2 separate regions of the Mus musculus genome follow, and region 1 is linked to region 2. A link is a contact called in public promoter capture Hi-C data. All regions are on one chromosome and are shown on one strand. The core of a region is the stretch at or near the end of the contact, and the rest is flanking DNA. Distances in the headings are between cores, read along the strand shown. Region 1 overlaps Ccdc57 (coiled-coil domain containing 57). Region 2 holds the start of Alyref (Aly/REF export factor).

Evidence for each region. Promoter capture Hi-C pulls out the DNA fragments that hold promoters and counts their contacts.
Region 1: a contact with region 2 is called in a promoter capture Hi-C map of neural stem cells. The contact joins the enhancer-like site here to the promoter of Alyref in region 2. A contact is called at or near these places in 8 of 39 promoter capture datasets (the 3T3-L1 cell line, 3T3-L1-derived adipocytes, cranial neural crest and 4 more) and 3 of 115 datasets of contacts at active chromatin or transcription factors (effector CD8 T cells, embryonic stem cells and pancreatic cancer cells).

Annotation. Positions count from the first base shown.
Region 1 is chr11:120,904,213-120,906,912 of GRCm38.p6, reverse strand. The region is part of intron 3 of Ccdc57 (coiled-coil domain containing 57); the gene reads left to right. Among named protein-coding and RNA genes, the nearest start is that of A430102A20Rik, 27 kb to the left of the region's middle. Within about 2 kb of position 1,357, at least 91 of the 459 cell types and tissues checked have an H3K27ac peak or open chromatin away from gene starts, as enhancers often do. A contact at or near this core is called in neural stem cells, where this site is marked.
Region 2 is chr11:120,596,918-120,599,617 of GRCm38.p6, reverse strand. Alyref (Aly/REF export factor) reads left to right here and starts at 1,253. Exons shown (of 6, transcript NM_011568.1): 1 at 1,253-1,513; 2 at 1,852-1,983. The coding sequence starts at 1,280. It overlaps Anapc11 (anaphase promoting complex subunit 11), which reads right to left and starts at 1,086. Exons shown (of 3, transcript NM_001038230.2): 1 at 748-1,086; 2 at 250-376. The coding sequence starts at 358.

The DNA of each region.
Region 1 (2,700 bases), core at 108-2,607, 310 kb before region 2:
CCAAAAACAACTCAGCAACTGTTGTGTCTAAGAAATGACACTCTCGCAGTGGTACCAAAGTCACCAAGGGAGCTTCAAGAGAGTCTCTAGCTGGGAAAGGCGGCTGAGTGATTAGTTTGTGCAGACTCAGTGGAGCACACTCAGGTGTCCCTAGCCCTATCTCTGGAAGCACCAAGCCTTACATGCTACTGTGCCAGCTCTGCCGCAGGAGGCTAGGGAAAGGTCTGCCCCTGGTGGGTTGGAATAGCCAGCCTGAGGCAGCCTTCTGCAGCCCGGGGCAGTCTGCCTATAGCAGCCTGATCTGGCCTGGAACAGTCTTGGCCTTCTGGGTAGTTGTGAGCAGAGAGTTGTGTTAACACAGAATCTTAAAGACCAACAACTCTTTTGCTCAATTGCTCTTTTCTGTTGTTGGGCCAGAATCTCACATGTTGGTCACCCTTGTAAATAGAACCAATTCAATGAAATAATGATTTTTCTCTTATAAGTTGAGGCAAGTTTATAACTAGTAACTGACTGGTCAGTTATCACGTACTGTGAACCAGAGAAAATCCTTTTTCTTATTGGATAGTCACAGGCTCACAAGACATTGGAGGAAATTTACCCACTCATTTCAGAAATGTTTCTGAATGCATGCTGCATGCTGGTAGCTCTTCAGGCTTGGGATTGCGCACGGATCCCTGTCATTCCTGTCATACCTGTCATGCCTGTCAGTCATACCTGCCATGCTTGCCCTTATAGAGGGAAGAACACCTTGAGACAGTTAACTGCCTATAGATGTGATGAGACGGGAGGGTCAGGAGTCAAGTACAGTGAGTGGGCAAGAGGAGCCACAGACGTTGGTGAGGGTGCAGAAGAGAGTTCAGGAGGAGGAAGACAAGAACCTGCCCATGTGCTCGGAGATACCTAGAAGATAGAGTTCAAGTTCAGAGGACGAATGTCCAAAGTGGAGCTCGGCCTTCAGAGCCTTTAAAGACTTTGGCACCATGGGAAACTGTTGAGTGTTTGTGTAGAGCAGTGACATACATGATTGCGGACTTACTGGGCCAGGCATGGGAGAAGTAGCCAGCAGGCTGATGGGGTAGTAGGCCCCTGCAGATATGAGCATGCCCAGAAGGGGAGCCAGTGGGGACATCTGACCCTGAGCTCTGATGGGCCTGATGGAAGAGGCAGGTGCCACAGAGGATGACTGCCAGTTGTTGAGACAAAGAATGTGTGCAAGGAGACAGAGTGACAGACTGTTGTGTGAGGTCCCATGGTTTATCCAGAGACACGGTCCCCAGAACATTGACAAGAGCACAGTGGAGACAGGTCATGGCTGCCTGTCACACTGTCCAGCAAGACCAGAAGGTGGCAGCACAGGCTTGACTTAGCATGGAACTCTGCTCTCTGGTGGCCACAACCTGCAGAACTTCCTCTGTGGATTTTGTTCAGAAAAAACTGTTTCAAATTCTGTGGATTTGTTGCTGTTTGGTTAGTTGGTTGCTTTGGTTTTGTCCTTTGAGACAGATTCCTAACATGTAGCCAAGGCTGCCCAGAACTTGAGGGGATCTTCTCTATCTTTGCCTCCCAGGTTCTCTGTTTACAGGTAGGTTCTACTAACTCACCATCCTTCTCTCCTCTCCCCTCCCCTCCTCTCCTCTCCCCTCCCTTCCCCTCTCCCCTCCCTTCTCCTCTCTTCTCCTTTCCTTTCCTTTTTCCCTCCCTCCCTCCCTCCCTCCCTCCCTCCCTCCCTTCCTTCCTTTCTTTCTTCTTTCCTTCCTTTTGTCTTTCATTTGTCCCTATGCTTGGAATAGAACCCAAGGCACCACACATAACAGGCAAGCATTCAGCCATGATTTTATAATTATAGTAATGATTTTAATATTCTAATTCCAATAAGGGTCACTCACGTGACTATATATTTCACATTTACCTTTCAAGGGATTGAAAAAGTGAAATATAACTTCTAGTTGTGCTTTCTGCAGTTTCCTGAGCCAGAAAGTGAGACCTGTTGCTGCAGAACTCACACAGTGCACCTGTCTACCAGGGCTGGATGGTGCTTCATGGGGTAAGGGTGGGGACAACTCCCTCAGAGCTGCATCTGTCCTCCCTCAGTCTGTCCTTCAGGGCTGGAGTCTGGTGGAGGGCAGGGCAGGGCAGGGCCCAGGACTAGGGCTGGCATATGTGCCTGAGCACTCAGTCCTTCCAGGGGCTCTGGCTCTGTGCTGATCAAAAATGAGATTAAGTACCTGGCCCCAGAAATATAGAAATTAGGTTTTTTGGCTTGCTAGTAACTGGAGGATCCAAACTCTCGTATCAACCGAGGACCCCGTGGCAGACCTCATCATGTCAGAAATGAGAAGGAAGTTTGCAGAAGGGAATATATGCTAGCCTGACAGCAATGGCTGCAACCTGGGTGCTCACCGAACTGCAAGAGTTACAGTCATCCCTCAGAGAGAGGCTTCTTAAAATGGTTTCATCTATGACCCCATTTTACCTGAGAATTTTTGTTGTTCTGTCGTTGGTTGGTTGGTTGGTTTTGTTTGTTTTTCGAGACAGGGTTTCTCTGTGTAGCCTTGGCTGTCCTAGAACTCACTCTGTAGACCAGGCTGGCCTCAAACTCAGAAATCCGCTTGCCTCTGCCTCCTGAGTGCTGGGATTAAAAGCGTGTATAGATGTACAGATATTGAAGAGTGGTGGTAGGGAAATAGAGGTAAGCAG
Region 2 (2,700 bases), core at 4-2,503:
CTCTGTAGATCAGGCTGGCCTTGAACTCAGAGATTCACTTGCCTCTGCCTCCAGAGTGCTGGGATTAAAGGCGTGCAACACCACTGTCCGGTGGGGTTTCGGTTAGGGTTAGGTAACTTGTCCTGTTGACCAGGCTAAACTCAAACTCAGAGATCCTCCAGTCTCTGCCTACCCAGTGCTGGGAAACCTAGGGATTTTTAGGCTGGTGGAGTAGGCTAAAGTTCTGAGAGCGCATAGGAAGACACTTACAGTCTGGACAGCAGCCATTAAACGCCATCCTGCAGATGCCGCAGTTCTCATCATTGGCTACCCAGAGCCAAGTGGCCACACCATTCCAACATTTAATTTTCACCTTCATGACAACAGAGCCTGTGACCTGAGGGAAGAGGATGACCTGGAGTTAGTACGGAATACGAAAGCACCTAAGCTCAAAGTCATGGAGCTGCGGCAAGTGCTGCACTCGTCAAGAACGGCATCTTCCAAAATTCCGTGCGTCCCGACCAAAAAGAAAGAAAAAGGCACGTGTTTGTCTTTAAAGACGGCAAGGAGAGCCTGTGGGATTAATGGCACGAGTTTATTTTGCCACCTTTAAGGATGCCTTTAAAGATCTGCACTCATGTAGTCTGGCACGGTGGCACACGCCTCTAATCCCGGGGCAGAAGCAGATCAGCCAAACAGGAAACGAAAACAAACAAAAAAACAAAAACAAAACCTCCGCATCCACGCAAAACATTGGTTTTCACTAACCAGGGCCTCGCTTTTAAAGATATGGAAAGAGTGACTGTCACTAATCCGCGAAGTTAAAGCAGGGGTGAGGACGCCAGCTCGTCAGGAGACCGAGCCTTCGAGCAAAAACAACCAAGTCGGACCCACGGACCGGCCGGGACCCCCACGATCGCACGGTGAGGAGGGACGCGGGACGCGCACACTGCGCTGCACCCAGGCGACGCCCGAGGATCTTCCGGCCTCCCAGGGAGGCGCCCGCAGGCCCCGCCCCCTGCTCGCCCTCGCACCTCCGCGGCCTAATCACGAGGCGCCCCGCCCTTCCGTTGCCTCCGCGCGGGAATGTATAAAAACGACCGCGCCGCGTCGGGCTCCTCCGAAGTAGCGCCAGCCACCGCGGCGAGCCGTACGCAGGCGCTCTGCGGAATCGCGCGCGCCCAGACCAATCGCCGCTCGCTTCGGGCCCGCGACGCCGGAAGGCAGGGGGAGGCGCCGGAAGTGACGCCGCGGCGTGCTGACGCGCGGGCTCGATCCGAGGCCCGAATCCGCGCCCGCCATGGCCGACAAAATGGACATGTCTTTGGACGACATCATTAAGCTGAACCGGAGCCAGCGAGGAGGCCGCGGCGGGGGCCGGGGTCGCGGCAGGGCCGGCTCCCAGGGCGGCCGCGGCGGCGCAGTGCAGGCCGCCGCGCGGGTGAATCGAGGCGGCGGGCCTATGAGGAACCGGCCCGCCATCGCCCGCGGCGCCGCAGGCGGCGGCAGGAACCGGCCGGCGCCGTACAGCAGAGTGAGTGCGGGGACCTGCGGCGCGGGCCGGGGAGGGTGCGCCCGGGCCGGCCGGGACCGGGTGAGCGTCCCGCGCGGGACCGCGGCCGAGGGGTGGGCGGGGGCGAGGCCGTCCCGAGGCCAGGATCTTCCGGGACGCTTTGTCCGGTCGTGGTCCAGCCTCGTGGCGGCGGGGGCCGCTGCGAGAGAACTTGGGTGTCCGTAGCGGAGCGGCGGGGCTGGGGGACTCTCGGGGCTCCTCGACCTTGGCCGCGGGGCCGACGGGAGAGCGTCGCCGAGGTGTCGCGGGCTCCCGGGACGAGTCTCACGAGTGTCTCTGTGCTTACGGTTTCTCTCCAGCCGAAACAACTTCCCGACAAATGGCAGCACGACCTCTTCGACAGCGGCTTCGGGGGTGGAGCCGGCGTGGAGACCGGCGGGAAGCTGCTGGTGTCCAACCTGGACTTCGGAGTGTCAGATGCTGATATTCAGGTAGGAGACGGGAGCTCTCCGCTTTCCTCGTCCCACGCGGACGTGGGCTCCAGGATCCTTTACAGATTGGAACCTGCCCTCCCCTAGGCTGCCCAGAGCCAGCCACTGTCACCCTGAGAGCCTTGGCCTCAGAAAAAGTAGGGTTTGAGCACGACCCCATAAGCCAGGCTGCAGGAAGATGTCACACACTGTGTGTGTATGTGTGTGTGTGCGCGCGCCCCCCTAAAAATGAGTCCTGTCTGCTGTCCAAACTGTGAGCGCCTGCCCTGTGCCAGAGCTTACAGTTTCTAACCTGCACAGACTGGCCACAACTCCGGTCCCAGCATGACCGAAAGGTGCTTGCTTCTCAGATTTATGCTCGATATGGTGAACTGATAGGAGAAGGAAGTCCAGCATCTCCCAGATGCTGAGAAAGGTGGCTGAGAGTATCTTCCAGCCTGCGTCTCTGTGCTGGATCTTAACTGGCGATCTTTCCTGGGTCTTACCTGGGTCATGGTTCTCCATGCCTTCGAAATATTTTTTTTCTCTTCCCCTCCCTTCTTGGATTTTGTGTCTTTTTAAATTTCTTTATAAACTGGACCTCAGAGGCATTTAGAGTTCTCTGGTTACAAGGCATAATTTTGGGAATTAGCTTTGATATAGCCAGAACTGAGTCAGGTGTGCTGGGCCTTTCTGGGTACCGTTCCCCAGAGCCCAGCTGTTTGACCTCCCCATGGG